Linked DNA regions of Mus musculus: region 2 is linked to region 1. The links are chromatin contacts, called in public promoter capture Hi-C maps. All regions are on one chromosome and are shown on one strand. The core of a region is the stretch at or near the end of the contact, and the rest is flanking DNA. Distances in the headings are between cores, read along the strand shown.

Evidence for each region. Promoter capture Hi-C pulls out the DNA fragments that hold promoters and counts their contacts.
Region 2: a promoter capture Hi-C map of hippocampal neurons shows a contact between it and region 1, with 2.7 times the contacts expected there. The contact joins the promoter of Ube4b here to the enhancer-like site in region 1. A contact is called at or near these places in 1 of 39 promoter capture datasets (hippocampal neurons), 1 of 115 datasets of contacts at active chromatin or transcription factors (bone marrow-derived macrophages) and 3 of 9 other capture datasets (adipose tissue, liver and pancreatic islet).

Annotation. Positions count from the first base shown.
Region 1 is chr4:149,218,298-149,221,835 of GRCm38.p6, reverse strand. It overlaps Kif1b (kinesin family member 1B), which reads left to right. Exons shown (of 49, transcript NM_001290995.1): 27 at 1,046-1,294. Among named protein-coding and RNA genes, the nearest start is that of Pgd, 53 kb to the right of the region's middle. Within about 2 kb of position 1,640, at least 59 of the 459 cell types and tissues checked have an H3K27ac peak or open chromatin away from gene starts, as enhancers often do. A contact at or near this core is called in hippocampal neurons, where this site is marked.
Region 2 is chr4:149,424,836-149,428,373 of GRCm38.p6, reverse strand. It overlaps Ube4b (ubiquitination factor E4B), which reads left to right and starts at 1,743. Exons shown (of 27, transcript NM_022022.3): 1 at 1,743-2,492. The coding sequence starts at 2,469.

The DNA.
Region 1 (3,538 bases), core at 391-2,890:
CACTTTAAGTAGACATCACAGTGTGTGCTACCAGACTGAAGTTGTTTCCCAGAACCTGACTGGTCCTCTGTGATTTCTCTTAGAAGAGTTTGTCTTTCTGTAGTCATTGCCCGGGGCAGGTTAACTACACCCCAGGGTAGGCGGCCTCTTCGGGTCTCTGCCTCCATCACGTTCAGCGTTCTGTGAAAACAAAATGCCCCTGTGGAGTTCCAGAAACCTGGCCTTAAGAGGTTGAACATGTAAAAGCAAGGAATCGCGAATGCTTAAGAGGGTTTATTTTACTTTATGTGGATGGGTGCTCTGCCTGCATGCTGTCTGTGTGCCATATGCATGCCTGATACCCACCAAGGCCAGAAGAGGGAACTGAATCCCACAACTGGACTTACAGATGGTTGTGAGCTACTCTGTGGGTGCTGGGAACCAAATCTGGGTCCTTCCTCAAGAGCACCCAGTGCCTTTAACCATTCACCTTCTCTCCCAGTCCCAGGAAATGTGACCTTTGAGCTTCCTGGTTTCAGACTTTTGAGTTACTCTTTACTGTAAATGCCCTGTGTTGGTATGTAAGAAACCCAGAAATGGTGTTGCTGGTGTCAGCCTTTTCCACTCCACTCTGATAGCGGACTAGGGTTTGCAGACGTGGGCTGTGCAGACACAGCTCACTCAAGCCGCTTCAGCACACAGACAAGAGAACTCAGACACTTAAGGCCTTATTTTATTATCTCTGTCCTGAGTGGCTCCCGGAGGACAGGGTGCTCATCCTCTGTGTGAACTGAGAACATAAACATGTGTCGTGTGATATTTCCCTGAGATGGTCTACTCACGGATGCTCTTTGCCTTCCTTATTCTGAGGGTCTTTCCTTGTAGATCTCTTCAGCCTGCCCCGATCCCTTTGCCTGAACCGTGCAGCCTGTGTTCCTGTTGCTCTTTTGCTTTTTACCGTGATGATTCTGTCAGTGCATTCTGTCCTGTTGGCACCTGGGCATCCTGTTAACCGACTATTCCTCTCTCCCTGCCTGTGTTAATCGGCGTCTTACCTGGTGTCTAGCTCCCCTATTTTCCACGGCTGTGTGAATGAGCGCCTTGCCGACCGCACACCCTCCCCCACTTTTTCCACGGCCGATTCCGACATCACTGAACTGGCTGACGAGCAGCAGGATGCCATGGAGGACTTTGATGATGAGGCATTCGTGGATGACACCGGCTCTGACGCAGGGACGGAAGAGGGATCAGAGCTCTTCAGTGATGGGCATGACCCATTTTACGACCGATCCCCTTGGTTCATTTTAGTAGGAAGGTTGGTGAGGTCATTGTGAGAAAGGCCAAAAGGGACCAGCTCTTGTTCTAAATGCCTCTGTGCAATTTTGGCTAGAAAGAAAGCCTAGGCCTTATCTATCCATAAGGCACAATCTACTTAGTACTCTATACAGCAGCTTATGAAGACCACCTGGAGGACGGCTTGACCCAAATTGCCCAGTAATTTAGCTAAGACTCAGAGGTGGTTGTTTCAGTTAACGTGACTGTGGTTCAGATGTTTCATCTCTAAAAGAATGTGCTTATTGAAGCGTAAGGAATAGCACTAGCAGGGGCACAGCAAGCCCGAGGCCAGGCTGGGGAGTTTAGATCAGAAGCTAAAGGAATGCAGTGGGCTTGGTCATACAAAAGAATAGGAGTGCCTAGCTCTCTCTTGGCAATGATGGCTGCCGTGCTGTGTTCTGAGCCTATCTTGGGCTTCTGCCAGGAACAATTGGTTGGTTTCTGTGAATCTCAGGAAGTTATCACCAGCATCAGTATTTGTTGGCTGTACACGAGACTGCTTTACATTGAGGTCGTTGCTCCCGCTATTGCTGTGCATATCTCTCTGTCAGAGGCAGAGGTTCCCGGTATTTCTATCATCCGCATCCCCTCTTCAGATTAAAGTAATTTTAAATTTGACAATAAAATGCTCACTGCCATAAGCTGGATGTGGTGGTGCACACCCACAGTCTCCGCACTTGGCTGGGGTGGAGGCAGGAATATTAGGAGTTCAGGGTTGTACTTGGCTTCAAGTTATACCTGGTTGCAGCTAGCTTGGGATACATGATACCCTGTCTCAAAAAAAACAAAACAAAAAGATCAGGATTAACAATGCATAAGAAGCACAGAATGCTGAGCCCTTTTACAATAAAGGCTCTGTCACTGCTGGATGCTCAGCACCGGCTGCACAACAGCGCAGTGAGTCTCCTCACACGGCAGAGACACAGGACTAAAGCCTGGTTGTCACGTGGTATCCGACACCTAGGGGGACTCACTGTAGGAGATAATGGAAGAGTGGAAAGGAAAGCTTTCAGAGAAGTGAGCACCTAAGTTAATAAGGCAGTCTGCAGTTTACGCACAGTCCTCCATGAGCAAATGTGCTGAGATTACATGAGCACAAGTGTTGTTTGCTTGTGGGATTGCCAGTATTAGGATTTAGAGAAGTCAATTTATTTATATTAAAATTAAGAAAAGTATGTACAAATGGTGCTTCATTTTCTAGATTTCTGTGTCCCTCAATGTATTTCCATTCTATTCTATTCTTTTTTTTTTTTTTTTTTTTTTTGGTTTTTCAAGACATGGTTTCTCTTTGTAGCCTTGGCTGTCCTGGAACTTACTCTGTAGACCATGCTGGCCTTGAACTCAGAAATCTGCCTGCCTCTGCCTCCCAAGTGCTGGGATTAAAGGCATGTGCCGCCACTGCCCGGCTTTCCATTCTATTCTAAGGTGGCAGTTAGTCATGTCTGTCTGCCGTCTTCTACAGCACCACAGTGTGAGGAGTAGATGATGTCATCTTATGTGGCCTGGTCAGGAGAATCTTGACACAGTGGGTCCTGACATCTCTGTTGCTAACTCAGGACAAGCAACTCAAATGAGTTGGGGGAGGGAAGAAGGGTCTTAAGAAATCCTTTTTCCCTTCATCATTTATATTCTGTTACCCATACTAGCAAAATGAATGTAGCCATTAATACTTCTGCTTAGGACCAGGCATAGTGGCACATGACAGAGGCGGGCAGATTCCTATTCAAACTCCTGGTCTACATAGTGAGTTCCAGAAGAGCCAGAGCTACATAGTGAGAAAAAAAAAAAAGACTCCGTCTTGGGAGCATTTGCATCTTAGGTCAGCTTTGTGAAAGCGCTGAGGCAGACTCCTCCCCAATGGGGCCACTCACTAGGTTGAAGGACGTGTGGACTTTTGCGGAGCTATGGCCTCAGGAGTTGACTTTTCTGTTTGGATTTCTGGGTTCTAGAACTAACACTGTCTTTCAAAAAGGGGCTTGAGGTTTGGTGATGTGGCTGGAGAGAAGTCAGTGCTGATTTCCTATCACCACACAAGATACTGGGAGAAGGTGAGGTAACAGCAGTGAGTAAAGGGAAGAAGAGTTCTCCGTTTTTGCCCTCAGCCATATTTCTCCAGAAGAGCAGCAGCATTCAGCGGTGCAGTGGTGATGGCTGTGATGGGCGGTGCTGTGTTAGCGGGGTACCTCCTGTTCCTGTAATTCCCGCTGTGTTAGCGGGGTAACCC
Region 2 (3,538 bases), core at 494-2,993, 210 kb before region 1:
CATATCCATACATATACTTGATAAGCAAATTAATGCAGCAGTGAGGAAATGACATCAAATCTAAAACCTAAACACTAAGAAGGAATAAGCCATGCAAAGTCCAGGAGAAGAGTCTTTGGGACAAAGGAGACAGCAAACGTCAAGGCCTCAAGGAGGAAAAACTATCTTTCTGAAGCCCAAAAAAGCAGTGCAGTTGAGGCCCCGCAAGAGTAGTTACCAAATGTTCAATTTATTTGATGTGAAATGTGCAGAGTAGGTAAGTCCGGGGAGCCAGAGGACAGATCGGCTATCGGAAGTAATGGCAGGATGAGGAGGAATGGTTATAGTGTGTTGGATGGCTGGGTGGGTGATTAAAATGTTCTGAAATTAAAGAGCAATGATGTTAAAGAACTCTCACTACCCTAAAGCCATTGTATACTTTACTTGTGTGATTTAATCTGAGGCTACATGGCAATTATCATGTTTTCAGAAAAACAATGTAATTGACATCAGTGTAACTAGGGGTGCAAAATGGCTTACACAGAATTCATTTCCTGGAAAGTAGAATGCAGTCCTGAAAAGCCTGCAGCGATTTAATTTTACTCACAGACTCTTTGCATATCTAATAGTCATGTTCCCATTTTTAGCATGTAGCAAACAAATTGTAACTATTTTAGTCACTTCTTGTCCCCTTGGATAAGATCAACTGTAACTCTTTTAAACAGGAGTGGAATGTTTAAGATTATAGTTCAGCTAAGAGTAGCCGGTAATGAACCCTAGCACTTGGGAGGCAGAGGCAGGCAGATCTCTGTGAGTTCCAGGCCAGCGAGACCCTGTTTCAAATACATACATGTATACACATATACATACATTAATGTTATAGTTGGGTAATCTGTGATGGTGGTGCATACCCCAGCGTTCAGGCAGGATTTCAAATTTGGGGCTATCTGAAATACATAGCAAGATTCTGTCTCAAGAACAATTAAGAACGAGATGATTATGGCTTTTGTAAGCCATACGATATATACTTTGTGGCAAAATCTGGATTTTCACGGTTCTGTTAGATTTTTCAATTTGTATTTATACATTGATTGTAAAGTAAGTTTTTGTTGTCCGGCCGAGCTGGCATTACAAAGGGTTAGTTACTAAGTCATTGTTCAATACATTTCTCAATAATTTGAGTCTCTACACCCTTAAAGCAGAGCACCTCTCTAAAAGAACAAGGTAAAATAAAATTAAGATCCTGTTAGTTTTCTTCCATGGGTTTTCCTGGGGGAGGAAAAGAGTGGGACAAGGTATTTGCAGGATGGTGCTAAATGCTCCCTGCAGAAAGCAAATGTGTTTCCGATTCCTCAGTTCTTCTAATGTCTGTAGCCGGCTTGCAGCATCCTGGAGGATTTCCAAGTCACTCCACAGCAGGATCCACATGGGAACAAACTAGCACCGCAGAAACCCAAGGCGCAGGGGAGAGCCCGTGGAAGGGCCATATTCGGATTGGCACATCCTGCCCTCAGCAATTCTACCTGGGCCCCGCCCACCGCGCCCCTCGCCTCCGCTCAGTCTCCATGGTGACTGTCCGCCCCGCCTCCTCCTCGTCTCCTCTTAGCAGCCCCTCTCGCCCCTCCCCCCGCCTGGCGCCGCTCAGGGAAGAGGGGGTGGGGCAGGGGGCGGGGACAGGATGCAAGCGAAGAGGAAATCGGCGGCGCGACGCCCGCTGCTTATTGGCTGGCGAATCCCAGAGCGAGAAGCCCCGCCTCCCCGGCGAGGGTCACGTGACCCCTTTCAAAGATGGCCGCCCTGTTGTTTTGATGAATAATTCTTGGTGGGGCGAGGGGGTAAGAGTAGGGTTGGAGGGGTAGGAGGATTTACGCTTCCAGCGAGGGCTTCGCCAGTCCCGTCCCTCCCCTGCCCCCCACCGGGGTTCTCGCGTGGAGGCGGGGCGAGCCTGGCCTGCTTTTAGAGGGGAGGGGCTTCCCGGTCCGGTGCTGGGCTCTGCCTGGGCTGCTGTAGGGTCGCCGCGCCTCGGGGGCATCCAGTGTGCAGTGGAGCTGTTCCCGCCTGGGCCCAGGGGTGGGACCCGGAGCAGGGTCTGCGGGAGAAAAAAACGCAGCTGCCGCGTCACCGCCACGAAGACACGGCGCGCAGCGGGCACGAGCCGAGCTGGAGACCGCGCCGCCCGCCCTGGGTAACCTGGGAAGCTGAGGGGAGTCAGTGGCGCCTGGAGAGGACCCCATAGCGGTGGCCGTGGCCAGAGGCGGCAGCTCTGGGCGCTTGCTGCTGGAGGAGGCTGCGGCGGTGCGAGCGGCCGAAGCCAAGGCGATTCAGTGCCTCGTGTTCTTAGTTTTTAACCTCTGACTATGCAATTCTGAAACCTCCCCCATTGGGGGACCAGACAGCCCGATAGATACCTTCCACTCTTCCTTTGCTCCCGCCCTGGTCTCAAGAACTGAAGGATCTCTCTAACGCCTTTCACCATTAAGAGGAAAGCGATGGAGGAGCTGAGCGCTGACGAGGTGAGGAGGCTGGGGCGTGGGGGGGGGCACCTTGAAAGGATTACTTGGCAACTCTTTGGCGCTTTGGATGGGGACAGATTTTTGCCCTGGTGGTGTCGGGCTCTTGGGATTGGGGAGGCAACGGAGATGGCATTTTCAAGAATAATGAAATATAATGGAAGTAGTCATTCATCATCAGGTTGGCTGTATTGTAAGAAGCCCTTGGCTCCACTTTGGGCTACCGTCTCAGTATGTTTACTCGATCACTAAAATTCTCCAGAGATAGAGAATGCAAGAGGGTCTCTCGTTTTATTCTCCTTTATTCTCTCTCGTTTCTTCATTCGGAACTCCACTCGCTTTTCTTTCTTTTAGGGTCTGAAGACGGGGGTGGGGTGGTGAGGAGCATCTTGAAGGTGTTCAATCTTTTTAAAAGGGTGTTCGAGAAAGAGGGGCGCGATTTAGATCGTGGTATATTGTGTGTGTCTGCGTCGTCGGGGGTTTTAAAGAACAATTTTGCATAAAATCATGATGTTTAATGGCAGTTTTAAAGGGAAGGATTTGAAATCCCAGATACATGTGACCATTTCATTGTAATAAATTATCAAAGGTACCTTTGTGTTTGAGAGGTAGTTACAGATTCCTTGAGATTTAACATTAACAAAGTGTATATACTTAATAGTTAAAAAGATTCCAGTTAAATTACACTAATTTAACAGATTCCTAATGACTTCTGGTATTATGTTACTTTTGTCAGGACCCCTCCCCCTCAAACTTGGGTTGTACTGTGTGGGATCATCAGGAAAGCAGAGGCAGTTAGGGAACTAGGGATTTCTATGCCTCAGTTGATTTTTTTTTTCCCCTTGTCGTTTTACAAATTGAAAGCATTCCTTTCGAGATCCCAGCTGGCTTAATTTCTTCCCCTGCTTCCCGTAAGCTTCCCCTGCAGTATTATGAAAGTAGTCGTCATCTGTCATCAGGTCGGTTGGAAGAGGCCGGTGCTCCACTTTTGGCTATGGTCTCCTCATGTTTATTTACTCACTAAAATTCTCCAGGGATGGAGCATGCGC